Linked DNA regions of Mus musculus: all the other regions are linked to region 2. Evidence: chromatin contacts called from public HiChIP or PLAC-seq and promoter capture Hi-C data. All regions are on one chromosome and are shown on one strand. Each heading gives the region's core, a stretch centred on a gene start, on an enhancer-like site or on the middle of the called end of the contact. The rest is flanking DNA. Distances are from core to core; before and after follow the strand shown.

Region 1 (4,974 bases), core at 1,276-3,775, 1.1 Mb before region 2:
AACAAAGCTATAAACTTTGTTTTCGGAGGATGCTGATGTCAGTTCTTGTCTGTGGAGACAGGGCTAGCCTTCCAAAGGTCAAAGCTGTTTGCACAAGACCCTCTTAGCACAAGTTGCCTCTGCCACCAATGTAGGAAACAGGAAGACACTGGTTCCTTTAAAGTTTCTGTCCACGTACAGCTAGAATTAGTTTTGGTTATTTGTAAGAAGAGCAGTAAAGATTCAATACGATTTTAATGGCCAAACAACAAAACCATTAAAGCAGTCAACCTATGGGCCACGAAGGTGCTCAGCGGCGCTGGTCTGCCTTGACCCCTGGGCTGGCCTCTGAGAGGGACACAACGTTCTCAGCTTTCCCGGTGTGAAGTGAAGGCAGAGAGTCCAAATCGAGGCCCAAAGGAGTCTTCTCCGGTTCATTTGACAATCGTCATTCATTTTTTCCAAATAAGTATTAAATTAAAGATCCTCCAGAAAGAAAAGGGGGTGGGAGGGAGGGAGGGAGAAAGAAAAGAGCAAGGAAGCATGGGAGGAAGGAGAAGGAAGAAAGAAGAAGGAAAAACAAAAAGGGGGTAGGATTTCAACATTATAGTCCAGATCTGACTCAATTTTTAGATCTGAGATACAACGCTCAGTACCTGCTAGTCAATTATTGCTCCCAGACAACGAGCCCCGTGCCGAGCCTTGTGCGGAGGAGGAGGAGGAGGAGGTCGGTCCTGACTCTACCCCTGCACAGATGTTGTATTTACTTTGCTAATGGAGGAGACGCTTGTCTCTTGCTCTGCTCATTTAACAGTAAAGATAATAAAGAAGTCGGGCTTTACGGCTTTCTGAGAGCAATTGCTGCTTAGTGCCTGCAGCTTAGCATCTGCTTCTTAGGAACATTAAAAACTGCTTTCTTGAGTGTAAGCATCATCAAAAAAAAAATAAATGAATTTTTTTTGCAAAGTCATTTGCTTTATAAACTCACAAATCTTTGGGGCCGTGGGCTTTCGTGGCAGCTGCAGAGCCAGCACGCCAACCCTATTCCACGTTACCTTTAGTCGCTCACATGGCTTTATCCCTCTTACAGACAGGTACCTGCGGGTAATATGTGCTCTGTGAGGTAGCTTGTTTAGAGCCCGTGTCACCTCTCTTCCCCCTGGGCTGGAATCCTCTCTCTGGGCTACCCTGCTTTGTAACTGTGAAGTGTGTGTAGACTTTACATGCCAACATCCCTGTACACTCTGACCCCAAGCCTAACCAACATTAGAGATGGGGACAGCTTTTGATTGTGTCAGGAATCTTGCACCAAAGACTTTCCCTTAGAGCCAACGAGGCACACAGCCTTTTCTAGCAAAATGACTCCAAAATTACTTATTAATTATATACATACTTGTTACTTTATCATCCATTGATATGATTTCTCTCATACAAATACTTTTTTTTAAGTCTCATCTGTCAACTAACACAGACAGTAGTCATTAATAGTGTGACTAATCAAACATACAAATAAAATACATCCACACGTGCCTGCTGGCATTTCAGTTACTTAAACACAGAGGGAAAAAAAGAAAGATGTAAATCACCACAGTCACAATGTGAACGATGAACTTCACTGTGTCTCAGCACAGCACAGAGGGAAAGGCCAGGATCGTCATGCACTGCAGTGGCAGGCTGTTGTCATCTCCCTCTGGGGACAATTCATGGGGCACTGCTGGGTACCACAAGTCACTGCTGTCAACACCAATGCTTGGCTGCAAAGGGTGACAAGGATCCATGCATGTGGATAATATATATAATATTCACTAGTCACTTTTAACCCACAGTTTGAGCCTGTAGACTCTTTCTTTAACCCTTTGCTGGGAAAAAACTTAGGGCATTAGCCTACCGACAAAAGAAAGACCCAACAAGCTGGCTCGGACACCCTGATTGTCTGGGGAGCCCAGGTTACCCCACAGCCAGCAGTGTCTAGATTGTGCTCTGGAGTGTGGGAGATTGGAATTCTTAGCTAGACTGGTGTCAAGCTCCTGGGGTTTAGAGTCCACTTCCTGGGTTCTTTTCTGACTGTGCAGTTGGTACTGATCCAGCGAGCGTGGGGGCAGGGTCAATGGGGCAGCCCCTGCATGCAACAGAATAGAGATGAGTGCAGAGGACACTGAGGCAGGGGCGGACCGCATCTGTGTCTCCTGCTCATCTCTGAGTCCTAGGAAGACTGACTGAGCTCAACTCCCAGTATATGATCTGAGAATTTTGATTTAAATGTGGACTTGGGTCATGGTGGATGTCATATGACTTACTGGAATAATTTTCTATGCTGCTGCTTTGTAACTGTGCAGAATTTATATGCCAACATCCCTTTGCACTCTGACCCCAACTCTAACCCTAATGGCTTTTGATTGCTTAGTTTTTGCTTGCAGATCTGGCTATTGACCACAAGAGGGCAGTAGCAACCTACAAATCTTTACGGCACGCTCAAAGGCGCGGATTCTGTGTTTGCTTGTCTCAGGCGGAAATATGCATATTTTTGGAAGTCTTTCTTTTCTCCACAGGGGCCCTGGGAAGACCTTGAGAAGTTATTTCACCCCAGGTGATGCCTTCAGCCAGAACCACATTAAATCAGCACAGATGGCTCTCTCTGGGCTCAAGAGCAAACGGCAGTTTATTTGTAAAAGCTGAAGTTAATAATGATAATGATGTACAATAGATATGATAAAGGAAAACCCTGATAGATTTATTTTAACAGGAGAGACGCTCTCCTTGTCTCCACGATCAGTGTTATCTGTCCAGGAAGCTTAAATGGAGACAAATTAGGAATTCAGCAACAGGAGCAAGCTTTGGGGAGATCACACGGAAGGTCAGGTACACGGGAGAAGCCACATGGCTGCCAGGCTTAGAGAGCAATTAGTTGGGGTTCTGTCTTAAAAAATACAGGAGAAAAAAAGGCAGATAGCACCATGGAAATGAAGTATCTTTCTCTTGCTTTCCCTTATCCCAGCCGTGTTTCCCTTGGTGGGACATGTGCCCTCCTACTATGGAAAACTCAGTGTGTGCCAAGCCTTTCCCCCTAAGAGTGTCCTGAACCCCACTGCAGCTCAGGATGGGTCCAAAGCATTGATTGATCAAGGCAATAATCAATTGATCAGGGCAACAATCAATTGGTCTCCCTGATTGTTCATTACCACAAAGCCCAACCTTCTCATAAAATACCAAGTACACATAAAAGAATATAAACTGCACGTGCACATGTGTGTGTGTGTGTGTGTGTGTGTGTGTGTGTGTGTGTGTGTGTGTGAGGAAACCAGTAAAATAGCTTGTCCAGACTACACACTGTTGCCGCCGTACTGCCACAGGGCCAAAGTCGACTTCAGATTCGTGTCTGCAGGTGGACCGTGTAAAGCCCACTGGACACATTCACACCAGCCTCCCTGTCTGTGACACCCACCACGCTCTGAGTCCCGGTTCCTCCGCTGAACATAGTTGGAGCCCTGGGAGTGTGGGGAGCAGGGGAGCAGCTTCAGGCCGTCAGGATGGAGACACAGCAGGATACGCTGTCTGTCACAAACCCCTATCAGCTTATGTGTGCAGAGTGTAGTGTAACTGGTTGCTGTGTTGTTATGGTTGCTAGGGATTGTTACTCACTGTTAAGGGCCTGGAAGGAAAGCTTCCTTCTTAATCATAAGGCATTATAGAGTGGAGAAGGCCCTGTGTTTCCACACTCCCAAGGCTGTCAGCAAGAAAGGCTGCAGTCTGGGATCCTACGGTCTGGGAAGGCAGAGCTGATTGCCTTCTCTCTCTCTCTCTCTCTCTCTCTCTCTCTCTCTCTCTCAGTCTCTCTCTCAGTGTTTTTCTGACACTAATTTCTGCCCTGGCCACCCCGGAAGGCTGTTCCACCCTATGTCATGTTCCAGATTATATCAATTATGTATGTGAGTGTATGTGGGGGCGCATGCATGCCAGTGAGTGTGCTCTCCCGTAGGTGCTTGTGGAGGCCAGAGGCCAGTCTCAGACATCACTCCTGAGGATCGTCCACCTTTCTTTCTCTCTCTCTCTTTCTCTCTCTCTCTCTCTCTCTCTCTCTCTCTCTCTCTCTCTTTCTTTCTTTCTTTCTTTCTTTCTTTCAGCAGGGTCTCATCTGGAGCTCAGCAATTAGGCCAGGCAGGCCAGCCAGTGATTTCTGCTGTTCCTGCCTTTCTGGTACCAGCTTTACAAGTGTATCCCATCATACCTGTTTATTTACATTTATTTTGTGGTATAGGTGTATGTGTGCGTGCGTGCGTGTGTGCGTGCGTGCGTGCGTGCGTGCGTGTGTGTGTGCGTGTGCATGCATACCTGTGCATGTGCCTGTGCGTGTGTGTGTGTGTGTGTGTGTGTGTATGTTCATGTGAGTGTGAAGGCTAGGTTTTCCTTGAGTGTCTTCTTCAATTACTTTCCACTTTCATTTTTGAGACAGGGTCTCTCATGGAACATAGTTCTGCTAGGCTGGCTGGCCATGTACTCTGGGGATACACCTCTACCCTCCAGCCTCCCCTGCCCCCGTCACCTTATAACCAGGTGCCCCATTCCCAGGTGCAGCATTGCACCAGCTGCACCAGGACGCCTGGCCTATCACGTGGTGCTGGGATCTGAACTTGGCTTCTCTCTTGGTGAGACGGGTGCTCTCCCGACAGAGCCATCTCTCTCTATCCCAACCCTTCTACTTTTAGAATCTAACCCAAATCATCTGCTTGGGTATAAGAACTGCAGACTCTGGGGTACAGCTCAGCCATGGGGACCCCACTTCCATTCTCAGCACTGGCAAAATGTAGAGCATACCAAAGCAACCCTTCTGATACCACGGAGCCTGAGGACCAGCACAAGGCTTCCAGAGGTGGAGTCTCGATGCCACTGGCACAGGAGCGACTTCTTTGCGTGAAGACAGAGAGAGTCTTGGTGCCCATCATGACTGGCTAAACTGGGCAGTACAAGCCTAGCATCCACCTCTAAGGTCCTGGTCCT
Region 2 (4,533 bases), core at 1,752-4,251:
CCAAAGTCCCAGGGCTTGCTTGTTCCAGAGCCACCAGCCTAAGGTTTTGAGGACCAGTAGTGTAATCTGTCTTAACCTTTTCCCTAAACAGCTTACACTCAACTGACAGACAGTCCTGAGGGGCAAAAGTGCGTATCCATCGTGCAGGACACCTTCCTAGTGATGTCTCTCTGGAAATCAAAATCACTTAAGAGAAAGCCAGCCTACCCAGAGAAAGCCTGCCAGATAACACACACACACACACACACACACACACACACACACACACACACCTTGATTCAACAAAGAATTCCTCCATCTGAGCACGGGACAAGGAGGAGACAGATACATGGAACCACACAGAGGCATCCATAAATGAGTAGAGGGTGAGTGTACCCTTGCCCTGCCCATCTCTTGGAGGCACTTGTTTGTGTGGCCACTCCCTCAGAAACAGCACCACACACACACACACACACACACACACACACACACACACACACGCAATCTGGTCCTCTTGCCCGCAAACATCAGACCCTTTACACAAAACTGTTTCTCACAAGGCATCCATCCACTTTAAGCCCACCAATGGCCCCAGCAAAGGGTAATCAATCAGTGGCCATGGGGAATGGACAGAATTCAAGCAAAGTTGGCCACAGGCTCTCTGGGAAGGCAGGAGCTAGAAAGGAAGCTGAGGTCTGCAGGGGGCTGAGGAGGTAGGAGGGGAGGACAGCTCAATGGGGATTGAAAGCACAGTGCTGGCCTAGGGAAATGCTCAGCCCCCAGTGAGCCATCCCAAATGGCTACACATACCAGCCCTGAGGACAGAGGTGCCCCGGGCTACCATTTACCTTACAGGCTGGGGCCCACGCCAGACAAGGGCAATCACTTTGGACCTACCTTCCTCCCTAGAATGAATAGGAGCCTTCAGACTTTCCTCATGCCTACCCCAGTCCTCACTCTGGGGCAGCAAAATGAGGCACCAACAAGAGGCACTTGGCAGTGCGTGCACTCCTGTAACCCTAGAACTGAGGAGCCTGAAACAGGAGGAATTTGTGTTCAAGACCAGCCTGGGCTGAACACCAAGAGACTAAGACCCTGCTTCAGAAAGCCAAGACACTCAACACTCGAAGATAAGTAAAGTCTCCCCTTCAGAAATGGCCAGGAGGTGCCCACTTCTGTGACAAGGGCCACTGGACAAGAATATATGTTATATACTCCTAAGGCTCGCCTCACAGGAATGAACACAGTCAGGATTCATACCACCAGCATGCTGTGGTGCAGCTATGAGTTCTGTGTGTGTTTCTAGTTTGATTTTGTTTGAGTCTCCAGATTTTCTTTTTCCCTCTCACATGAAAATTTCCCTTTAAATACAGGGTTCCCAAGAGAAATTCGGGCCCCCCAGGGTTCAGTATTTGCAGCACCCAATTTGCAGGTCCTCACCCTTCCAGGAGGAGATAAACAATGAGCTAATTACATTTTTATCTTTCTAATTACCCAAGGATTTGTGTGAAGGAGAGAAGCAGGGGGTAAGCAAGGCTGGGGCACCAGAGGTTTTTGCATCCCCCTTGGTTTGCTAAACTCAAGGTTGCTGCCTGAATTTAGAGGGGAAGAAAGAGAAGTTGCGCTTTCTAAACTTCTTTCCTCTTCCAGATCTGCAACACGACTGGAAGATAAGCTGAGCAAAGAGGATTTCTTGTTGATGGTTTTGTTTTTAGAGAAAAAAATTACAAACTTATGAAAATAAATCCCTCCGTCTTACGTTTGGGGTTGTTTGTTTGTTGTTGTAGTTTGAGCGAGTGGTTTTCCAAGGGAGCAGTGTCTGTCTCGGATGTTAACAGTTTTGGAACAGGACACCGCACTCTCTCTGAAGAGATAGACGTCCTTTTATTTAAAACCTAAGCTTTGCTTTCTTTCAGGTATGGAAAACGCCAGACTGGAGCTTAGGAAGAGCAGCTCCAGGTCTCCCCTCGCCCCCCCCAACCCCCCCCCCCCCACGGCCGAGGCTCACCAGCCATCAGGGAGTACCTGGAGCGGGAGAAGCGCCAAGCGATGCCTGGGCCTCCCAGAAGCTTTAGGGATCGGGTCTGCACACCTTGCGGGTTGCGGTGCGCGGCTCCTGAGCTTTCCCCCTCTACAGCCCTGGGCCAGTGCGGATGGGCGCGGGGGTTCGCGGGCGTGGGAAGGCATACCCTTACCTTGGGGCTTAGAGGCTTCCGTGGTATTGGGCGGGGTCATGGCGATGCAGACGTCGCCCTCGGGGAACTTGTCACATTTGAGCATCTCGGGCCAGTAGAAGCCGAAGAACTGCATGACCGGCTCGCACGAGTCGCGCACGGCCTCGCAGAGCCAGCGACACGGGTAGATGGGCCGGTCCAGACAGACGGGCGCGAAGAGCGAACAGAGGAAGACCTGGGTGCCCATGTGGCAGTTCTTGTTGAGCAGCGGCACCCAGCTGCTGGCCTGCTGCTTCACCTCTGCCATGGTCTCGTGCTCCAGCAGGTTGGGCAGCACCATCTTCTTGTAGCCCACGTTGTGGCACAGCCTCAGGTCCACCGGGATGTCCACGCACTGCGGGGGCTTGGTGTAGAAGCGCCCGCTCTGATACGAGCCGATGTCGGACTGGAAGCTCACGTAGTCGTACTCGCTGGCCGAACCCGCGGCCAGCAGAGCGGCGGCCAACGCCAGCAGCACTCCCGAGGCGGCCCCGCCGCGACCCCGCGCGCTGCGCCCGACGCCCATGTTGCTCGGCGACGTCGGGGCTGCCCACGCTGCCTTCACGCGCGCGTCCCGCTGCAAACTTCCCGGAGCCTCCGGGGACAAAGGCGCAGTGCCGGGCCCCGTCCGGCTCGGCGGCTGCGCGCTGCTCCCCGGGTCTCCGATCGATGGGGTCCTCCGCTGCAGCAGGTCGCCGCGGCGGGGCTGGCGCGGGGCGGGGAGCGCGCGGGGCCGAGTGCTGTCCCGGCTCGCAGAGGCGCGGCGGGCTGCGGGCTGCTGCACCTACTTGCGACGCTGCAGCTCGAATGCGCGGTGTGCGGGTGGCCGAGCCCTGGATCTCCCCGCGCGCAGCCAATCAGCTCCGCGCTGCCGGGAGCCGCTCTCCACACCGCGTCAGTCAGCCGCGCAGTTAACCAATCGCCGCGCCGGCCAGAAGGATCGGTTTACTAGAACTAGACCCAGGTCAACACCCCTTAAAAAGCAAAACCAAAAACTAAGCAAGTACTTTCGAAGGAGGCAAAAGCAAAAGGGAGAGAGTAGTTAGAAGTGCGGGGTGGGTGGAGTCGGAGTTGGACGCTGTAATTAGAGTGAGTCGGTTTGTTTAAAAAAAAAAAAAAGGACTCTTCATAATACTTGCAAATTGATGCAGTTGTGAAGACTTTTTTCTACTTCTTTTCCTAGTTCCAAGGAACAACGCAACAGACCAGCAGCCCTTCGCTCCACGGTTTTAATCTTAGCTGCTTCCCAGCTGCTCGGATGGGCAGGCTGAATTTAGGGAGCTCTTTTAAATTCCCGGGGAGTCTGGGCTTTTGCAAAGACTAAGAGAAGGTGGTGTTTGTGGCTGTGTTCCAGGTGACCGAAGGTAGAACGGGAAAGGGGCTCACTGCGGAGAAGAGCACTGATCATGTGGGTATTAGCTCCCAAGGACAGTTGACGTTTTTAAACGATGTTTTTAAGACCCTACTCAAGTCTCAGCTCTGCAGACAACACATATGTGCACAAACTTACACACACACACACACACACACACACACACACACACAGACGCGTTTGTGGATTAGAAAGCCAAAGCACTAAAAATACCAGCAGTACTGGGTGGGTGGATACCAACTCAAGATACACATGCTAATTCAGAGGTCAAAAACCAAAGGTGTGTCACCCCCTCCCGCATAAGGCAGAAGCCAGGCAAGAAAGAATAACTAAGTCGTCCTCTAGCCTCCCCCACCCCTGACCACACACACCCACTACTCACTTCCTGGGAATTGCTTGAGTGTTCCAAATACTCCCCTTACATTCAGAGAGCTAGGGGTGGGATCTAGAGTAGAGAGGAGACCGCACAAGCAGCCGGAGAAGTTCTCTGGATCACCTCATTCTGTGTTCTTCATAGTGGGTGGAGGGGCAGCAGAGGATGCAGTGTGTTGCGGTACTGGGTGGCAAATGGGTCGCCACTCCTAGTTGCAAAGCCCAACACAGTGGGAGATGCCGCTGGCCCAGGCGGCTGGTTTATAAAGCTCTGGGGAGTCTTGCTTTCCACTCAATAGACCCAATTTCTCCTTTCCGAGTAAAAGCTCCGGAACTTGCAAAGATGCGGGGATCCCTTCTTAAAGCAATCATACACACGCTGATGCTGTGACTCTACTGCGGGAAGCAGCTGCAGCAGGCGGTCAACATGCCTGTCCTTCCTAGGCTGATGAAAGATGCCCAAACCAAACAGGCACATTTGGGTAAGGGAGAAAGTCCATGCGGAGCAAGACTGTGGATGGCCAAGGGTTAATCAAGAAACAGCCCGCAGTGCTCTCCTCCCCGAGGAGCTAAGGAATCACATTCTTCAGCCAGCAC
Region 3 (4,820 bases), core at 418-2,917, 1.6 Mb before region 2:
TGGTGCAGGCCGGCTGTCACCTGCATGAGGAACTTGCTCCAAGTGCGTGTGTAACCAAGAAAGGCCAGTTCAGCACCAGCTTTACAAAGTGCATGGCTTTGCTGTTGTTGCTGCTGCTCTGTTAAGAAAAGCCTTGCTTTGAAAGTACAGTCGATGTCTTGGCTTTAATTTGTTAGTTTCAACAGTCAAAGGAAGCAATACAGGTTGGTCTTTGCACTTGGGTGGCTTGGGCACAGGCATGGTTGGTTCCTGAGGAAAGCAAATGTGCTCTTCAGCCGTTAAAACCTTTGTCATGTTTCCAGCGACAGTTATACGGATGAAGTTGTAAAAAAAAAAAAAAAAAATCAAGTCTGTCTGTATGCCCTTCTGTAATTCTTTAACAGCACCCGGCCATGCTTCCCACGAAGGTGCCTGTACAAAGAACAAAATCCTCACCTTGAGACAACCATAACCAAGCTCCTGGGAGGCAGTTGCATTTCCAACGTGATCCACTGGGGCATCACAGTCTACGAACTCGTCGGGTCTGCAAATCAGTAAGATTTTTCATCAGTGCCTTTTGCCGATTGCTTCTGTGTCCGCACGCAATGCTATTTTCGTTCCTCTTTTAATATCTGTTCCTCCTTCTGTACTGGGAACTGGATACGCTAGAGGTGCTATCTACCTTTGAGCTACATTTCCAGCCCTTGAATTTTCTTTCTTTCTTTTTTTTTTAAATTTGAGACAAGTTACCCAGGCTGGCTGGTTGGCCTTGAACTCATCCTGTAACCAAGGCAGCAGAAAGGGTGCAGGAAGTGGAAGGGTTCTGTAGCCTACATTACTCCTTCCCAGTATCTACCACTAACACACAGTTTAATTGCTTTCTGTGGCAGGGCAATTGAGAGGCACCAGTCCCGGAATCACCTCCCCGAGGTGGAAGCAGCCTTCCGCTCCCACAACCAACAGCTATCCCTGGCCCGATCCCCCTCTAGGTCCGCCCGCCACGTCCCGGCAGCTTACAGGTAAGAGCAAAGGATGACTGGCGAGTTGGGGTCGCTGTATTCCCAGCTTGAGGCCGCGGGACCCTCGAGGTGAGCGGCGCCCGAGGGTGTGAGATCCAGTTCGGCCGTAGCATTAAACGAGTGGCTCCGAGAAACACAGTGCAGCAGCAGCAGGTTCCCCAATAGCAGGGCCGCCTGGCCGCACAGCAATAGGTAACTCACAGGGCAGCCGCCCAGCACCATCTTCCCGGGGGCCGGTCCTAGAGACCTGGCCTAAAAACAAAGCCAGGCCGCCACGGCCCACCGGAGCCCGGCGCTGTCAGGCCTCTCTCTACGTCGGGTACGCAACCCTCCGTTCCACAGCCAACCCGTGCGCAGCTCGACGCTCCGCCTGCCACTACGGCCAATCAGAAACGGCCAGGGGAAAGGTGTGGCCTGGCTTCGCTCCGCCCTCCAGTAGACCCTTCACTGCTGCACGGAGCGGAGGGAGGGTGGAGCTTCCCTTAGCCCCGCCCTCCAGCCCCTCCTACCTTCTCTAGTCTCCGCTGAGCGGGCGGAGGGGCGGAACAGCCGGGCGCGAACTGGAGCGGCGGCGGCGGCGGCCGCCGGTGGGTTGGCCAGACTGTATTTTCCCTACGTCAGCCTCTGGCCGCGGGATCGGGAAAGGGGCGGGGTTTTTGGGGGGGGGGGGGTTGCTGCGTCAGTGCCGCGCGCGTGCTCGCCGAGGGCGAGCGCCCCGCCAGCCCGGGGGCCCCCGCGGGGTTGCAAGGATGACCGAAGGGGCGGAGGCGGCGGCCGCGCGTTGAGCGGAACCTGCCGAAGCCCTCGCTATGGGGCCGCGCGCGCTCTCGCCCCTTGCCTCTCTGCGACTAAGGTGGCTGCTGGCGTGTGGCTTGCTGGGCCCAGTCCTCGAGGCCGGGCGACCAGGTGGGTGCCGGACGGGAACCGTGCTGTGGGGAGTGAGTGCTGGGTGGTGAGGGCTGCGAGGCGGACCCTGGGCTCCGGCTCCCCTGTCAGCGCTGACCCGGAGCCCGGTGGCCGGCGGCCGGCTGCACTGTGGCGGTGCGCTCGCTACTCCCGGGCTGCAGCGAGTGCTTTGCGGGTGGAGTGGCTGTCACCAGCTCTGGGCTGGGAGATGGAACTTTTGCTTCAGTCTATCAGGATTTGGGGTTTGACGTTCGCCGTCTTGGACGACTCAGCAGTAGGTCCACAGGGATCCCGATGGAGAAGAGGGCGGGTTTTCCTTGGGCCGTTTTTTTTTTTTTTTTTTTTTTTTTTTTTGTTAGTAAGGATACTTAAAATAATAAAATCAACGAAACGCTACGTTTCTAGAGCCTGTAGTTCAATCTATCTAAATCTGGACAAAGAATCTCTGCTCTGTTTAACCCAGGGGATTATCGGAAAGAATTAAATTACTGTTCGCCAGCACATCTGAATTGTGAAACTTCCCGTAAATATGTAAGATATTTATATTGTGGATGATGAAACTGAATGGGAACACACTAGGTTCTTTTTTTCCTGGAAATAAGTTATTTATTTCATCCTTTGTATTAAATTAGTGTTTGCATGGCTTAGTTATCTCTTTGAGCTCCGGGAACACTATGGACAATAGAAGGCTTTACAAAATTGTTGCCTTCAAAGGTGATGAGTGTAGATTTGAGTTCAGGACCGCTGACCTTCACGAAACTAATTACAGCTTCTTGTCTTTGGCTTTCTCCTTTTTAATTAAGTTAGCGTCCTCCTGGAGTTTATAAATACTGACAAATTTTCAATGGGATGCTTCCAGGACGTGTCTGATGAAACGTGCTGTTCTAGTTAACAATATCGCTATGAAAGGAACTGAAATTTTAATAATCTCTAACTTCTTGTGTTTGCCAGCAAAAACCAGATTATATTTTTAGTACATGTATATGTTTGTTGTTACACATGGGCATAAAAATGAATGGAATATCCTTGTGTTCTTCAGTTGCTGCTGCAATGGGCCAGCTGCTCACATAGGCATGAGTATTCGCTTTGGAAATCTATCCAGCCTTCATCAGGAAGGAAACCCATTCCTGATGCTTTTGGAGGATCTAAAGGGTGACCATGTGGACTAAGATATAGGAGAGATGCTGAAGGGTTTTTTTTTTTTTGTTTGTTTGTTTTTGTTTTTTGTTTTTTGGTGTTGTGTGTGTGTGTGTGTGTGTGTGTGGTTTTTTTTTTTCCTTTTTTGAAAGTGTGATTTTTGAACTGAGCTAAAAGGGTGAGAGAATTTCAACTTAAAAAGAGTGGAGGGATCCATTATAAACATAAGGAGCTTTATTTTTACCCCCTCCAAGAGTAAGTGGTTATAAAAGAAAACAACTTGTTGGAAAAGGGTGAGAGTGTTAATGTGTGGTTAGGTAGCTTGTGGAAAGAGATCCTGGGAGGGAAAGCCAGGTGGACTGGCACCACGGATGAGACCTGTGCTAAGCTAGGGAGTCACAGTCACCCTGTAGGTTGGTTTGGGGCATGAAGATTTCTAAGGAGTGTGACCATCAGAGTGTTGGTTAATAGGTTAATACACTATGGGGGTTGGACTCTAGGAGAGTGGAGAGAGCGAGGCGGAGCCAGGTTTTGAGGTGTTGGCGGTGGGGCTGTGAGTCAACTCAAATTTCCTGAAGTGAATGATCTTCCAAAATCAGCTGAGTTTTTGGAATACAGGATGTTTAAAGCATGAACTGGGACATCCTCCCATTAGCCATGTTGGGAGCTAAGCTGGTGTGAGGAGGATTTTAAACTGTTGTTTATAGTATTGTGTCCAGAATAAGTACAGAATAATTTCTGAGTAGTGGATTCAAATGATTAAAAACAGCAACAACAACAACAAACCTCCGGGATCAACAAATATAAGGAAATCAGATATTTGAAACCTCTTGATTTGTTTTTTTCTTGCATAAGATAGCAAATACAATATGTAGACGAAAAATGATTTAGAAACACTGGTGTTCTAAAGAAGATGAATTTGAAAACTCACTCATGGTGAATAATTGGAAAATGAAGTAGATATAATCGTAGGAACTTAGGTCTCATCTTCATATGGCTGCAGATTTTTAAAATTAATTTTAAAATCAGTATATAAGATCATGGGTTTTCTTAGGACAGTGTCATGTGTGTTTATCATGGTACTTTTTCACTTAGCTCATTCTCTTCTCGTGTTCTCTTTCTTTTTTTTTTTTTTTCTTTTGGTTTTTCGAGACAGGGTTTCTCTGTGTAGCCCTGGCTGTCCTGGAACTCACTTTGTAGACCAGGCTGGCCTCGAACTCAGAAATCCACCTGCCTCTGCTTCCCGAGTGCTGGGATTAAAGGCGTGAGCCACCATGCCCAGCTCGTGTTCTCCCTCCCATCATCCTGTCTCTACTCTTATGTCACATATATGTGAGAGAAAATACATTTCAGTTGACATGGTAGCTGCCAGTGCTACTACCGGGTTTCCTGCTGAGGGTACATTTTGTTCTTGGTGACTGAATGGAATTCCCCTGTGCGTATGTACTCCTTTTGCTCTATTCCTTTCTTTGTTGCTGAACATCTAAGCTAATTTTGTATTTTGGAAAGAACAGATTAAAACACATTTATCCATGTTATAAAAGAAAATGTTGTCTTAAAGATATTTTGGTTTCCAAACTTCTAAGTAGTAAGTGAAAACATACCTGGTTGATAGGTACAAAATTTCTGGTCTTTGAAAACTAGTTTTATATTTTGCTTTTCCCAAATTTGGTTTCAAATCTGTTCTTTTGCTTGTTTTGCTTTTTCAAGAGAGCGTCTCACTGTGTAGCTCTAGCTGCCCTGAAACTCACTATGTAGACCAGGCTGGCCTGCCTCTGC
Region 4 (4,694 bases), core at 856-3,355, 1.1 Mb before region 2:
GCCAAGTCCAGGGAGTGGAGGAAGGACCTTGAGCAAATGCTGCCTCAGAGCCAGAAGGACACACCCTCTCCTACTGTTCCTCACCTCCCAGTGATGACCTCAGACAAATGGATTCATTAAAGGACTAATCCTTCCAGGATTGATCAGCCAGCAAACAAGCCCCTAGCCCACAAAGCTATAGGTAGCATGTCATATCCTAACCAGGACAGACTCGAATCGTACCTCAGCTGACACACACTTTTAGGTTGTACCTGTACCTGTACCTGTATGTAGAGAACAACTTTCTGTGATCCTGAAGAAAAATTTGCACAAAGGAACAGGGTAAAGTAGACTTTGGGGGGAGGGGTGAGAAATTTCAGCCATGTGGAAACTTCCATGGCCGCGAAGATGGTTGCTACAATGCTCTGAGGAACCTCTGAGGATCCCCTGTCAGCAGAAGGAAACAGGTACAGCCACATGTAGAGAGACATAGGAAAGGTCACTTAGGAAGGAAGAATGGCTAGGCAGGTAATTCTGCAGTAGGAACACCGGACATCGGGCAGCCTCACACCAGACCCCTTCGCCTCAGTGTGGTCTTAAGGCTTCTAGATGTGAACGTCCACAGCTGAAAGCTTTAAGAGCTGCCCGGCCTCCTTCACGGAGGTTTTAGGAGGCCGATGAAGAAGGTGCAGATATTTACGTAAGCCCAAGTGTTGTTATGAACTGTTTTATTTACCCATTCACTGTCATTAAATGCCTTAGTTAAGTCAGGCTTTGTGCCAAGCTGTATAGGAGAGCTGGCGTAGCCCCTTTTCAGCAAGTGGCAGCAACTCTTGAGGGGAATATAAGCAAACAATCGCCATGCAGGCCGGTTTAATGAAGTCTATCAAATGCCGTACAGGAAAGACAGGGCTGTCGAGAAACACACACGGGGCCATTATCTAGACACAGGACAAGAAAAGCTACCCAGAGCGGGTAGTGACAAAGCAGAGTTCTAAAGGATTTTGAAGAACTGCAGAAATATATACGGTGAGCTGTACTATCTTAGGCATCTGCTGAGTATATTGCTCTGGCATTAAGACTCCCACTCCCACCCAGATGGATAAAGAAAATGTTATAGGGACACGGTGGTGTTTTATTCAGCCACAAAGAATGAAATCTTGTCACTCCCATGCAAAATGGATGGGACCAGAGGACGCCGGCGCGTTAAGAAAAGCTAGCCACTTTCAGAGAGACAAATATCAACGTGTTCTCTCTCATATTCGGAAGTTAAAAAAAAATCTCAGCCTAAATATAGCACAGTAGTTAGTAGAGATTGGGAGAGATGGTTAAAAGGAGGTTGGACTTCAGTAGTGCACACTGTCTAACATGTATGCAAATGCCACACTGAATCACGTGAATATAAACAATTGGGATGTGTTGATTAAGTGTAATTTACACCGGCTGGGTGTGATGGAGAACGCCAGTACTCTTAGCACTTGGGAGACTGGGGCAGAAAGATGAAAAGACTAGTGAGCTCAAAGCCGGCTTGGGTTACATAGTGAGGTCCTGTGCAAAACAGCAATTAAAACAAACAAACAAACTTAGAAAACAAACTAAATGAAAATAATGTAATGTGCAATACATGAAAACTTAAGCCCTGTGAAAAATGGGGACTGTTCATTTTCTAGACAACTACTATGCTATTTAGAAATACTTGGGCCTCCAAGGGAATGGCATTGCCCTGTCGACAGGCAATGGCTGACTCTGTGACCTGAGGTCATGGCCTCATCTCAGGGCTGCACAGTTCAAAAAAAAAAAAAAAATGCCTCATAGACTACCCAAGCCTCTCGGCTTTGGATGCAGAGGCAGAGGCCGACCACTGAACTGTGAGATCATCTCCCATCCTTGCCTTTGTGGCTGCTCCATGTGTTCAGCTTCAGCTTTCTTAAACAAACACCCCTCCCCCTCCTGCTCCCACCCCCACCCCCCTCCCTTACCCATCTCTCTGCAGTCTCTTCTCTATTTTACCGGAAATGTAACTGCGCATTCCTCCTCACGTCTTCCATCTTCTGCAGAGTGAGGCGCGATCCCAGCTGCTACTTGTCCTCCAACTTGACTGACAAAACACAAACTGCATTACCTAAGGAGAGCCAGCCCTCCAGCCAGGATGGTTGCCCAGAGGGACGGTGCAATTCCTCTCAGTCTCTGAGGGGAGAAGCCTGGTGAGCGGGCATCGGACCACACAGAGAAGTCACCTCTCAAAACAAAGGCATTTGGCCACTTGACCGTTCAGATTTCAAACTTGGGGGCGGGAAAAAAAAATCAAAATCACACCTTCAGGTATGGGTGACAAGAACGATTCAGGAGTTGACAGGTCCTTAGAGAGTGGCTGGTCTCTCCTCTATGTAGAAAGCTCTCAGGGATGTGGTACCCTTCTTCCAGATGCTTGCATTTGGGAAGTGCCCCTGAGGGACTCAGCTCTGTGATTCTTCACACCGGTGAGTTTTTGGTTTCAGGACAGGTAAATTCTGTGACATGGGTTCTGAAAAGCCCTAAAACCAAGGCTCCTGTACACAAGCGGGGACACATGTCAGCAGAGGCAGTAAATGTCACCTGTCTCCCTCAGTAGTTTCCAGTGGACAAGGGGAGGAGTCTAAAATGAGGTGTAGCCCCTCTAGGGGTGGAATTCCTGGGATCATAGCTTCAGACTCGGACCAAAAGGCAAGTTCAGTCACCTCCCCTCCCCAGGAGGCCCTGACTTCTTTTTGCATCAGGGGTGCACAGGTTGTATCATAGAGGGCTAAACCTTTTTACATCTCTTTGGCATGTAGCATGGCGTGGGGACTTCTGCACCATGATCTAGAGACTAAAGAGTATTAAACATCAAGGGTCAGTGTTGTGTCAGATTGTTCTGCATTAAAAGCCAATCATGTGACCCACAGACCAAACGTTCAGTCACCTTTAGAGGTAGGAAGAAGCTATGACTCTCTCTCTTTCTCTTTCTCTCTCTCTCTTTCTCTCTCCCACTCACTTGTCAGACATGGACAGTAGAAGCTCATGAATCAATCACACACCAACTGCTTAACATGTAAAAGGGTTCGGTACATAAAACAGTATTATTATTATTATTATTATTATTATTATTATTGGAAATAGAATTAATGGAAGACGCATGACATAGAGCAAGACCTTGGCCTGAAAAAAAGAAAACAAAACTAATTCAGTTTTGTTGTGTTCCACACTCTCTAAGAGGTGGAGTCTCAGAATCAGGAAATGATAGTCTTTTCCAGGACTTGTCTCAAGGACAAACTATGGTAGGGGGCCAGCAAGCGCTACCTCCAGGTCACACTGTTTAGAGATTCTTAAGGGTCAGACTGGCTGAGCTAGAGGTGGCATGGGACATAGAGATGCATGCTACTCTGATAAAGAAGCCAGGTAAAGGATATCACAGTGGTCAAAAGAACAACAGCTTGCGTATGGAAATAAATAATGCAGAAATTAACGACAGCTATGGGGTAAATCCAAAACCTATGCTTCTCACAGTACTGACTGGGTTTTGTGTGTCAACTTGACCCAAGATGGAGTTATCACAGAGAAAGGAGCCTCCCTTGAGGAAATGCCTCCGTGAGATCCAGCTGTAAGGCATTTTCTCAATTAGTGATCAAGGGTGGAAGGGCCCCTGTGGGTGATCTCTGGGCTGGCAGTCTTGAGTTCTACAAAAGAGAAAGCTGAGCAAGCCAGGGGAAGGAGCCAGTAAGTAACATCCCTCCTTGGCCTCTGCATCAGCTCCTGCTTCCTGCCCTGCTTGAGTTCCAGTCCTGACTTCCTTTGGTGATGAACAGCAGTATGGAAGTGTAAGCTGAATAAACCCTTTCCTCCCCAACTTGCTTCTTGATCATGATGCTTTGTGCAGGAACAGAAACCCTGACTAAGACACTTACTCTGACATACATATAAATAAATGTACTGCACATGGAAAGTGACGAATACATAGCCACTGGTCAAGACACAGGAAGTTGTTGTCATCGGGAGATGTGGCAGGGGGAGCATGGCTTATATGAGTTTTCATTTGGGGAAGGGGGTTGGGGGATTGGACCCAGGGCCTTGTGCATTAAGTGCTGTTCTAGGTTGTAGTCTTAACCGTCTTTCTGTTTTCCCCAATGCACCGTAAATCTTCACTGCATCTTCAGATTCAGTCTTTTTCACAAAAGCTTGGTCCATTCCAGTGAATTCTCTGTCAAAGGCACGAGACAGCAAATGTGATTCATTTAAGCTCCACTAGCGACTTGACTGAACTTGAAGTGGTCTAAGAGTCATGTCTTAGAGGAGGCCAATGAGGGTGTTTACAAAGAGCTTCACAGGAGGAGAGAAGACCCACTCTGGATCTAGGTGCTACCATCTAATGGCTGAGGACTCTGGGTAAATAGAAAGAGGAAAGATGAGTCTAGACGGGCACTGTCGTTCATCCCTCTCTGCTTCCTGACTGCGGATGAGCAGTTGTCTTACACTGTAGTCACTGTGCCTTCCCTGCCATCATGGACTGCATCCCTTCTCACCGTGTGAGCCGCAACACAGCCTTCCTTCTTTTAGTTAGTTCCTACCCCGTAACCAGTTACAGCACTCAGTGATTGATGTGCTAAGTGTTGGTCAGGCTGTGAAGAAGAGCTGATCCTTGAATGTTCTTGTTTGGAATATGAGTTGGTATAGCCAAGGCAGTGTGGAAGGGTGGCTCA
Region 5 (4,849 bases), core at 116-2,615, 1.0 Mb before region 2:
GGGATTTTGTAGAAGTTCCCTGCCCGTTATGTGCTTGAGCAACTCTGGCGCATACTTATCCACAGTGAACATTTCTTTCAGGTAATAGGAAGACACTGTAATTTCACATAATAGTCATATCTTCAAGTAATAAATTAAAAGTTGAAGATAGCATCATTCTGATTATGCTGAGTGATTCCAAAGTAGCCTTCAAAACAAAAGGTTTTGAAAAATGCAAAAGGTTTTGACATATGCAAAAATGTCTCACTCCTTTCTCCTAGTGAGACATAAACTTTATTAAGGTAAAATAAATGATTTTATTTCTATTTTATTCATTTAATTTAATTCTGAGACAGGGCATTCATTCCTGTGTAGTTCAGTCTGTCCTGCAGCTTGCTAGCCTGCCTCAGCCTTCTAAGACAGATGGGGTTATAGGTGTGTGATTTTCTTGACTATAAGTGAAATAACATTAAAAGTCCATTCTAGTTTCTTGGAGGACCAGAAAGGAGAGTAGAGATTTGAATCATAAAGAGGAATCTCTAGGTCAGAGGAAGGTGACATTTAGCATAGAACAGCTGTACGTATCTGAGTCTTGTGGATAGCAAAAGTAATAGATTAAAAGCGTGTAATGAAGATAGCAGCATTCTGATAATGCTGAGTGACTCCAAAGTAGCCCTCAAAACAAAAGATCAGCTCATTCCTTGTGGGCATTAAGTACCCACAGCACCACCATTAACCTTTGCTCCTTGCTTTTGAATAGTTGTTGCTGTCAATACTTACACAAGCTGGGGAGCTACCATCTGCCGCTATTACTGTTTAAATTGCAGTTCCCAGCAGAAATTACATACAGCACTCAGGTACAGTTTGAGATTTGTGCTTTCGGGCTGAGCCATGTCAGTAAACTTTAGCTCCAGAGTCAGACTTCCTGTCCTCCCAAGCATTTTTTTTTTTCTTCTGACTTCCTCACCCTCACCCTGATAGGGACAGGCAAAAGGCACACAGACCTAGGCTGCCAGGGTCTGGCCCACACTTTAAAACTTTTGTACTAATTGAAACTCTGTTGAGCTTGGCAGAACTCCTTGTTTCAATCGTAGGCAAAGATTTGGAGCCTTTTCTTTTCTCTCTCTCTCCTGATTTCGGCTTCTGGAAGGAAGAGCCAGTTTGTAAGGCACAATGCCGTCTGAGGTGTAAAGAGGCAAGCTTGTAGCCAGCTATCTCTAAACAAGCTTTGAAATGCATTCTAGCATCCGGAGCCAGATCTTTGGCAAGGCAACTGTTAATGTTCTGTGGTTTTTTCCTCCCTGGGATCAATGTGACGTCACCAGTGTAATTTGAGTCCCGAGCTTTGTTCACCCTTTAAATAGCCGTCCTGGGACGATTTTTACAACAGACTCCCCTGGAAGTGCCCAAGCTGAGCCGTGGAAGACCCACATCGATGAAAGCCAAGCCAAGCCATCAAGCCACCAGCATGTCCTCGTCTCTTCGAGTAAGCCCGTCCATCCACGGCTACCACTTCGACACAGCCGCTCGCAAGAAAGCTGTGGGCAACATCTTTGAGAACATAGACCAGGAGTCCCTGCAGAGGCTCTTCAGGAACTCCGGAGACAAGAAGGCAGAGGAGCGGGCCAAGATCATTTTTGCCATCGACCAAGATTTGGAGGAGAAAACTCGAGCCCTCATGGCCCTGAAGAAGAGGACAAAAGACAAGCTTCTTCAGTTTCTCAAACTGCGGAAATATTCCATCAAGGTACACTGAGCACAGCAGGCTGGGCAAGAGCGTATCCACCAATGGACCTTTAAAGACCCAGTGAGCCTGCCAGCTCTGGCACGGGCAGTGTCCCGCGAAAAGGCTTGAGAGCTTCCTCCGACAGGACCCCGAGGATGGAAAGGGACATACATAACTCACCAGCTACACAGACTTGCAACTCATTGCAGCCCTGAGCTGTCCCACTGGGAGCCAAGTGCCTTCAGCAGGCGTTGAGAACTCTCACAGCAGGAAAGGACATAGCCTGAGAGGATGGAGGCACTGACCAGAACACTGCGTTTGTGGGGACTGAGTGCACGCACCCAGGGCCGTTGGCAAGGCCCTAAGACTAAACTCAAACCTAACTTGGTTTTTGTTCTTGTTGTTCGGTTTATTATTTTGTTTTCTTTTTTCTTTTCTTCCTTTTTTCTTTTTTTAAATATTGAAGTGGGGAGGGAGGGAAGAGAAGGAATATGAAGCATAAGTGGTTTACTGAAGTTTTGTGTGTTTTTTTTTTTAAATCTGAATGTTTAAAAATGTGGCTAAATCTCCGTGCTGTTTATTGGTCAAGATTTTTAGAGATCAGTAATTGTCTGCTTGCATTGAATACAATGGCTAAGACAGTGCACCCCCTGCTGTTAAAGTCAAAGAACTGGATGCCTGGCCCAGCCCAGTAAAACCCCACAGCATGGGCTATGTTTCTACAGGATTTGTACACACTTCAAAATGGTTTGCACAAAGCTGAAATAATGGGGCCCTTCATAAATCCGAAGGACTGTGAACAACTTTCGAATGTGCTTTTTAAAACTCTCTGACTAATGCTAAAATCTAATCTAATTAAATGTCCTCCAGACACTGTAGTAAGCATTAGGAAATGAATATGGGGGATTTTAGAAGGATGCTGTGGGTTTTTTAAAATTATTTATTATGCATTGTAAGTGATACATAGCCCTAATAAATTATTATCAACTTAGCTTCTCTTTGCTCTGTGGTGATCCGTCCCCAAGGGAAAAATATAGGATGGTAAATTTTGATCATTGTAAACTTTTCTAGGGGTTGACTCTAAATCTTCCAGAGTAGCTTTATGCTGATTGCCAAACTTTTCCAAAACAAGTTACAGCGCCAAGTGTCTACAGAGCCTTCTCCCCGCCCCCATTTTAAACTTCATGGCATAGAGTTTCCCACAGAGTAATTTGGCAATATTGCTTTTATATATCCATAATCTATCTTCATTTTTCGTGAAATTTCTCCTCTGTCACTACAGCAGATACATACCCATTTATTTCTTCCTAAACGGTATGTTTTGAAGTTCGAGTGAATTATGATGAAGTTTCTGTGGGTCATTATAACATTAATATCTCTCTCCTTATTCCAGTATAATTTATAATAAAGCATTTCTAAAAAGGCATAAGCCAATGCCCACTGTGCTTTCTTAATAGAAAGGCAAAAAAAAGTTTCCAGAAATTCAGCAAAGCTACCAAGTTTTCTCTTTTAAGTTTTTCTTTTTTGTTGTTGTTGTTTGTTTGTTTTTTTGGTTTGGATTTTTGTTTTGTTTTTTATTTTATTTTTGTTTGTTTGTTTGTTTGTTTGTTTTGACAGGGTTTCTCTGTGTAGCCCTGGCTGTCCTGGAACTCACTTTGTAGACCAGGCTGGCCTCAAACTCAGAAATCCACCTGCCTCTGCCTCCCAAGTGCTGGGATTAAAGGCGTGTGCCACCACCGCCTGGCTCCAAGTTTTCTCTTTTAAATGCTGAATATGCTATATCAAAACAAATGAGCTATATGGAACCTTTCAGGAGGGTTAAGCCAGATTTTTATTTTATTTTTCAAATTAATTAAGTTATATACTTCACATCCCAATAAGCCAGAATTTTAAATACAAAAATTATAAAAAGAAAAGAACATAGTTAAACATCTGTATTCTGTCAATAATTATTGAGTTGTTGAAGGTCATTACACATTGATCCATGGGACCCTTATCTAGGCTTATAGGTCAGCATTAGATCACTGACCATATATACAAGATCCTGAGTTTCAGTCCCTGGAAATAAAAAAAGGGGGGGAGGGAGAATTATTCTACAAGTGTGTGTGTGTTTGCGTGTGTGTGCGTGTGTGTGTGATGTGTATGCAAGTATGTGTGCATCCGTGTGTGAGTGTGTGTGAATGTTGTGATGTGCTTGTGAGTGTGTGTGATGTGTATATGAATGTGTGCATATGTGTGTGAGTGTATGTCATGTGTGTGAGTGTTGTGATATGTATGTGTGTAAATGTTGTGATGTGTTTGTGAATGTGTGTGTGTGATGTGTGTGTGCATATGTGTGTAAATGTATGTGATAAGTATGTATGTATGTATGTATGTGTTGTGATGTGTTTGGGACTGTGTGTACATGTAATGTATATGTGAGTGTGTGCATATGTATGTGTGTGTGGTGTGTGTTTGTGTGTATATGTGAGTGTTGTGATATGTGTATGTGTGTGTTTGTGTGAAAAATGCCTATGAGCATTATCTAGGAGGATTATTCATACTCTTCATCAGATTTTCAGATGGTACCAAAAGAGGTTAAGAACCACAGAGGCAGCCTTCAGCGGGGATAGTCACTTGGCCAGAATATGCTCATGAAAGTAGGGACTGTGGAGAAGTCCTCTGTTCAGTCTCCTGGCTTTCAGTCTGATGCACACTGAGCTGTGTGTGTGTGTGTGTGTGTGTGTGTGTGTGTGTGTGTGTGTGCTCAGAATAAGTGACCTAGTCCTTATGGGAACCATTATGAAAATCTTTAAGTTGCACTGCATTCAAAGACAGAGCTGGGTCTGGCTGCCTCTGCCTGAAACCCTACCACTCAGGAGAAATAGGCAGAGGATTGTGAACTCAAGGCCAGCAACTGTCGCTCGGTACGATCATGTCTAAACGATCAATTAGTCCATCTCTTCCTTTATGCATCCCAATGAAGGAAGCACAGCTCAGATGCTGAACTTAGGTTTAATTCCCCGCATGCTCTCAGAACTCTCTATTCTGATGCTGTTATTATCTGTAGAGTGTAGTGTCATCTGTCTTCACCAATGCGTGAAGGAGAAAAAACGAAAATTCCACCAGTAGCTTGTTACAAGCTGTCTCCCCTCTTTTGGGAAG
Region 6 (4,517 bases), core at 1,618-4,117, 1.2 Mb before region 2:
GTTTCTGAGCTTGGTGGTAAAAGCCTGGGGGATACCAGACATTCTGCCAAAAATTACATTAGTTTCTAAACTCACTCCCCTCCTAACTGCCAACTGGACAGAGTCTGGAGTCACCTAGGAGCCAAGCTTCCAAGCACACTCCCAAGGGATTATCTAGGTTAAGGTCAGCCTCGGAAGGGCACTGTAGTGTAAAGGATTGCTTTGACTGTGTTAATTGATGTGGGAAGATCCATTTTTGACTGTGGTCACTACTGTTGCCAGGGCAGGGCCCTGAGCTGTGCAAGACAGAGAAAGCTTTCTAGCTCACGATGAGGTCACGGGGAAGAGGTCAAGAGCAAGAAGGGGACCGTGTACGAGAGCACGGGATTGAGATGTTCTCCAGGAACCAGGTATCAGCAACACTCAGCAGGCAAAGCGCTGAGAACAACGTAGTTTCAGAAACCAAGAAGACAGGATAGGAAGACTGTAGTTTCAGATGTACGAAAAGGGGCAGGTCTTGGAGGATGTGACGTAAAACAGGACGAAGTATCTAAAGCATGTATGTGTGACATCATAGGTGGTCTGGAGGCACCTGGGTAAGCAGGCTGCAACTGGCTTTACGAACATGGCTCTTTGGAGCTGCTCCTGAGATTTTACCCAAGTCAGAATCTTCTAGAACTTCTTTCCCGTGTTTAGAAAGAGCACATTTTTCACTTGTCTTTGTTGTGTTAGAATCTTTGCTTTCTAGTAGAAAAGACAGGACCCCATGTACATGCCTTGCCCTATGTCATCCTTTGAGGATACAATAAAACTTTACGGCCCCACTTTTCACTTGGTTCCAAATCAATCAGCCCCATCTGTCACTCAGTTTACAAAGGCTTGACTCATTGCACCCTCTCTGCTGGGTTATTTTTGGTTTCGATTTTCCCTGCCATTGTTTTTTATAAGGAGCACATATTCTTGGAAACCTGACTGTTCAAAGAAAAGCCATCATAAACTAACAATGTCAGAGCTGCTCTAGACCTGTTCCAGAGCCATGGTTCATTAATTTGCTTCAAGAGCTAATGGTCTGTTTGATAAGCCTGCACATTGTCTTTTAATGTGCTATACGATTTTTTTAACCCTTTCTGGTCATCAAAAGGGATGATGTGGTTTCTGGTTTGGTTCGGTATTTCACAAGAACAAGTCATGGCTCTACAGAGCGAGACACTTTCTTTTATATATATATAAAAATATATATATTTTATTACGTATTTTCCTCAATTACATTTCCAATGCTATCCCAACAGTCCCCCACACCCTCCCCCCCACTCCCCTACCCACCCATTACCACTTTTTGGCCCTGGCGTTCCCCTGTACTGGGGCATATAAAGTTTGCCTGTCCAATGGGCCTCTCTTTCCAGTGATGGCTGACTAGGCCATCTTTTGATACATATGCAGCTAAAGTCAAGAGCTCCGGGGTACTGGTTAGTTCATAATGTTGTTGCACCTACAGGGTTGCAGATCTCTTTAGCTCCTTGGATACTTTCTCTAGCTCATCCATTGGGAGCCCTGTGATCCATCCAATAGCTGACTGTGAGCATCCACTTATGTGTTTGCTAGGCCCCGGCCTAGTCTCACAAGAGACAGCTATATCAGGGTCCTTTCAGCAAATGCTTGCTAGTGTATGCAATGGTGTCATCGTTTGGAGACTAATTATGGGATGGATCCCTGGATATGGCAGTCTCTAGATGGTCCATCCTTTTGTCTCACCTCCAAACTTTGTCTCTGTAACTCCTTTTATGGGTGATTGTTTCCAATTCTAAGAAGGGGCAAAGTGTCCACACTTTGGTCTTCGTTCTTCTTCAGTTTCATGTGTTTTACAAATTGGCGAGGCACTTTCTTAAAATTAATTAATTAATTAATTAATTAATTAAAAACCCATACAAAACAAAACAACAACAAACCCAAAATCCATTTCATCAAAGTGGACATAAACTTAGGAGTTCTCTGTACACCTTTACCAGAGTCTCAATTTTGTATTGCAAGGAATGTTTTTAGTTATTTGACGCTGCTCTTTACTTTTGAACACATTAGAGAATCTCCAGGTGGGCAGGGCTGAGAGCTTGTCAGGAGTCGGTCCCTGGCAGCCAGATAGAGTAGGAAAGGTGGACCACCTTCCAAGATATGGCTTACAAATCATGTGAAGAAGTGAACCCTCCATTAGCCTTAGCACAGACAAGAACCTAGGGAAGAAAACTAGGGGGAAGGGTCTGGTGATGATCCCCCTCTGTGCTACTTCTGAGGCTGACTCTCCTGTGTGTCCCAGGTTGTGTTTCAGAGCTGGAGAGACAAAACACTGACATTTAAAACAGGACATAAGTTCCCTCGTGTGAAAGCCAATAACGGACAGCTATTGCTAGTTCGGCTGTCTTTATTTTAAACCCAAACTCTGAACGTTTTCTAAAGCAAAATGCATTCTCCTGGTCACCTGTCCTCATGGTTCTTGTCATGTGAGTTGGGCACTTTGTGGCTTGAACACCCAATCCTCCTGCTGGGGTAACAGGTGGCCACCCAAACCACTGATGGGGTGGTTTCCAGGGCCGAGGCCTGAGTGTGCACTCGGTCACCATAATTGGCACTGGGAAGCTGAGGCCATCAGAGCCAACAGTTGATGTCCTTATGGGATAAATCTGATAAGAAACACAAATGTTTAGTTTCTTCATATGACGAAGAGAGATCCTTTGTGGTTTGGTTGTTTATCAAATTGCAAATACATAAAACAGAAAATGAAACTGTCCCAGGTGGAAGCCACTTCTCCCCGAGTATTACGTGTCAGCTGTGGGGTTTGGCTAAACCCTATAAGAGATGCTGGGACATTCCTTCAGTGGCCAAGTGGGGGGTCAGTGGAGTAGACAGCAATGGCACTCAGTAAAATATCTCCTACAGAAGGTTCTAGAAGGATCCTTGAAGACCACCACATAGATGAAGATGTGGGCTTTGCTCTACCACATCCACTGGTAAGAAAAGTGAAAATCTGCTTTGTCCTCATTATTTATCTCGACAGATGAATTTCTAAGTAAGCAGCTCTGTCTCAGGTTCTCTTAAGCGAATGAGTGATGTCAAATTCAGAGCCCACTTACAAAAAGGGAGCCTGGCTGCTCTTCAGTGTTTCTTCTTCTTCTTCTTCCTCAAAATCCAGCCCTTACTTTCTTAACCTGGAAATGTGAAGTGGTGAGGGAAGGGGCACATGAGAAGTCTTTTTAGTTTCGTGAAGGAAACGGGCTCATAGAAGGGAAGCCAGTTTGTCACAATGACTTTTCCAGCACGGTGTCCTGAAACAGCAACATTCAAATGCCCAGAGCCATAGAAACATTTCTCTTCTGAACCTTATCAAATGGATCGATCTGTGCTCCTCACTGATTTCAGTATATGAGATGATAGATCAAGCAACTTTTGTTTCATACTAATAATGCTTGTGGTTTGCCAAGCATAATCCAAAGGAAGGTATGAACAACCTTGATTGTGCTTTTGTGCAAGTTTTGGAATCCAAGTGCGGTGCATGTGGGGGAAATGCCTCGTGTCTCAACCAGGTACAGTGGGAAACAACTATAGTTCCATCACCCAGGAGTCAGAGGCAGGGGCATAGCCTCAAATTCAAGGCCAGACAGTCTTAAATAAAACAAAAGCTGAGAACGCACTGAACAAACAAAAATTATGTCATTAAATTGGACTGCAAAAACGCCACGCATACCAATTTATCATTCACATCTTCATTATCAACACTTACGGAAAATAGCAAAGAAGCAAAATACTCGTTTAGAGGTGCCCCATGCTCACCTAGTCTCACTAAGACCCGAACAGAGTAAGTAGTCAGTCGCACGTTTTGAGCTCGGGTGACTCTAGGACCCAGACGCAAAGAGCCATGGAGCCAGGAAGGCACAGATCTAGGGGCAGTGGGCTAGAGACTGGGATCAGATATGGAAAACCAAGGCAGTTCCCGGGAAGGCGAGGCACGGGTACACTGCAGAATTAAGGGTAGCAGCGAGCCTGTATCAGCTCGCCCAGCCGGGAGCGATCTGAAGCATGCACCCCGCAGTGCTCACGAGGAGCATCCTGCGCAGCTCCCATCCAATCCAGTGGCTTGCTGCTTGGGGCGGGACTACAGTTTAGCATGCAGCCTCAGGCTCTCCCGTCTTTGGGCACCAAGCCTGATATCCTTGCTACAAGTGTCCTGGCGCCTGCATCTTTGGGTGCCCTGGCGTGCCTGGTTTTGAGGTTTTCGTGTATCCGGTCACGAATGTGGAACTGACCACCTCAGGGTTTAGCGCTGCAGTTCTCAACCTTCTTAATGCTGAAACCTTTTCTAAAGTTCCTCATGTTGTGATGACCCCGGACGGTAAAATTATTTTCGTTGCTACGTCACAACTGTAATTTTGCTACTGTTTTGAATTGTAATGTAAGTATCTGTGTTTTCCGATGGTCTTAGGTAGTCCCAAAAAGAATGCAGCCTCAAAGGGGTCACGACCCACAGGTTGAGAAACACTGCTCTAACAGGA

Evidence for each region. Promoter capture Hi-C pulls out the DNA fragments that hold promoters and counts their contacts. HiChIP or PLAC-seq counts read pairs in DNA pulled down with a chosen protein or histone mark.
Region 1: a contact with region 2 is called in an H3K4me3 HiChIP or PLAC-seq map of forebrain, with 19 times the contacts expected there. The contact joins the enhancer-like site here to the promoter of Sfrp1 in region 2. A contact is called at or near these places in 1 of 39 promoter capture datasets (hippocampal neurons), 1 of 15 datasets of contacts at CTCF or cohesin (pro-B cells), 2 of 484 Hi-C or Micro-C datasets (cortical neurons and embryonic fibroblasts) and 4 of 115 datasets of contacts at active chromatin or transcription factors (astrocytes, embryonic forebrain, forebrain and 1 more).
Region 3: an H3K4me3 HiChIP or PLAC-seq map of embryonic midbrain shows a contact between it and region 2, with 8 times the contacts expected there. The contact joins the promoter of Adam9 here to the promoter of Sfrp1 in region 2. A contact is called at or near these places in 1 of 39 promoter capture datasets (neural stem cells) and 3 of 115 datasets of contacts at active chromatin or transcription factors (astrocytes, embryonic midbrain and embryonic stem cells).
Region 4: a contact with region 2 is called in an H3K4me3 HiChIP or PLAC-seq map of stem cell-derived neural progenitor cells, with 7 times the contacts expected there. The contact joins the promoter of 9130214F15Rik here to the promoter of Sfrp1 in region 2. A contact is called at or near these places in 2 of 39 promoter capture datasets (hippocampal neurons and liver) and 1 of 115 datasets of contacts at active chromatin or transcription factors (stem cell-derived neural progenitor cells).
Region 5: a promoter capture Hi-C map of embryonic stem cells shows a contact between it and region 2, with 4 times the contacts expected there. The contact joins the promoter of Tcim here to the promoter of Sfrp1 in region 2. A contact is called at or near these places in 15 of 39 promoter capture datasets (the 3T3-L1 cell line, the C10 cell line, the HPC-7 cell line and 9 more), 6 of 115 datasets of contacts at active chromatin or transcription factors (astrocytes, differentiating embryonic stem cells, embryonic forebrain and 2 more) and 1 of 9 other capture datasets (embryonic stem cells).
Region 6: a promoter capture Hi-C map of hippocampal neurons shows a contact between it and region 2, with 4 times the contacts expected there. The contact joins the promoter of Ido1 here to the promoter of Sfrp1 in region 2. A contact is called at or near these places in 8 of 39 promoter capture datasets (the 3T3-L1 cell line, embryonic stem cells, frontonasal cranial neural crest and 3 more), 1 of 115 datasets of contacts at active chromatin or transcription factors (astrocytes) and 1 of 9 other capture datasets (liver).

Annotation. Positions count from the first base shown.
Region 1 is chr8:24,522,737-24,527,710 of GRCm38.p6, reverse strand. No RefSeq gene overlaps it. Among named protein-coding and RNA genes, the nearest start is that of 9130214F15Rik, 22 kb to the right of the region's middle. Within about 2 kb of position 2,525, at least 35 of the 459 cell types and tissues checked have an H3K27ac peak or open chromatin away from gene starts, as enhancers often do. A contact at or near this core is called in cortical neurons and forebrain, where this site is marked.
Region 2 is chr8:23,409,970-23,414,502 of GRCm38.p6, reverse strand. It overlaps Sfrp1 (secreted frizzled-related protein 1), which reads right to left and starts at 3,001. Exons shown (of 3, transcript NM_013834.3): 1 at 2,175-3,001. The coding sequence starts at 2,718.
Region 3 is chr8:25,013,769-25,018,588 of GRCm38.p6, reverse strand. It overlaps Adam9 (a disintegrin and metallopeptidase domain 9 (meltrin gamma)), which reads left to right and starts at 1,667. Exons shown (of 22, transcript NM_001270996.1): 1 at 1,667-1,904. The coding sequence starts at 1,808. It overlaps Tm2d2 (TM2 domain containing 2), which reads right to left and starts at 1,378. Exons shown (of 4, transcript NM_027194.3): 1 at 997-1,378; 2 at 436-523. The coding sequence starts at 1,220.
Region 4 is chr8:24,500,486-24,505,179 of GRCm38.p6, reverse strand. 9130214F15Rik (a long non-coding RNA gene) reads right to left here and starts at 2,105. Exons shown (of 4, transcript XR_378815.4): 1 at 1,990-2,105.
Region 5 is chr8:24,435,462-24,440,310 of GRCm38.p6, reverse strand. It overlaps Tcim (transcriptional and immune response regulator), which reads left to right and starts at 1,365. Exons shown (of 1, transcript NM_026931.3): 1 at 1,365-3,139. The coding sequence starts at 1,415. The coding sequence ends at 1,735.
Region 6 is chr8:24,595,302-24,599,818 of GRCm38.p6, reverse strand. Ido1 (indoleamine 2,3-dioxygenase 1) reads left to right here and starts at 2,867. Exons shown (of 10, transcript NM_008324.2): 1 at 2,867-2,978. The coding sequence starts at 2,880. Gm51565 (a long non-coding RNA gene) reads right to left here and starts at 4,208. Exons shown (of 2, transcript XR_003947523.1): 1 at 3,799-4,208; 2 at 2,375-3,176.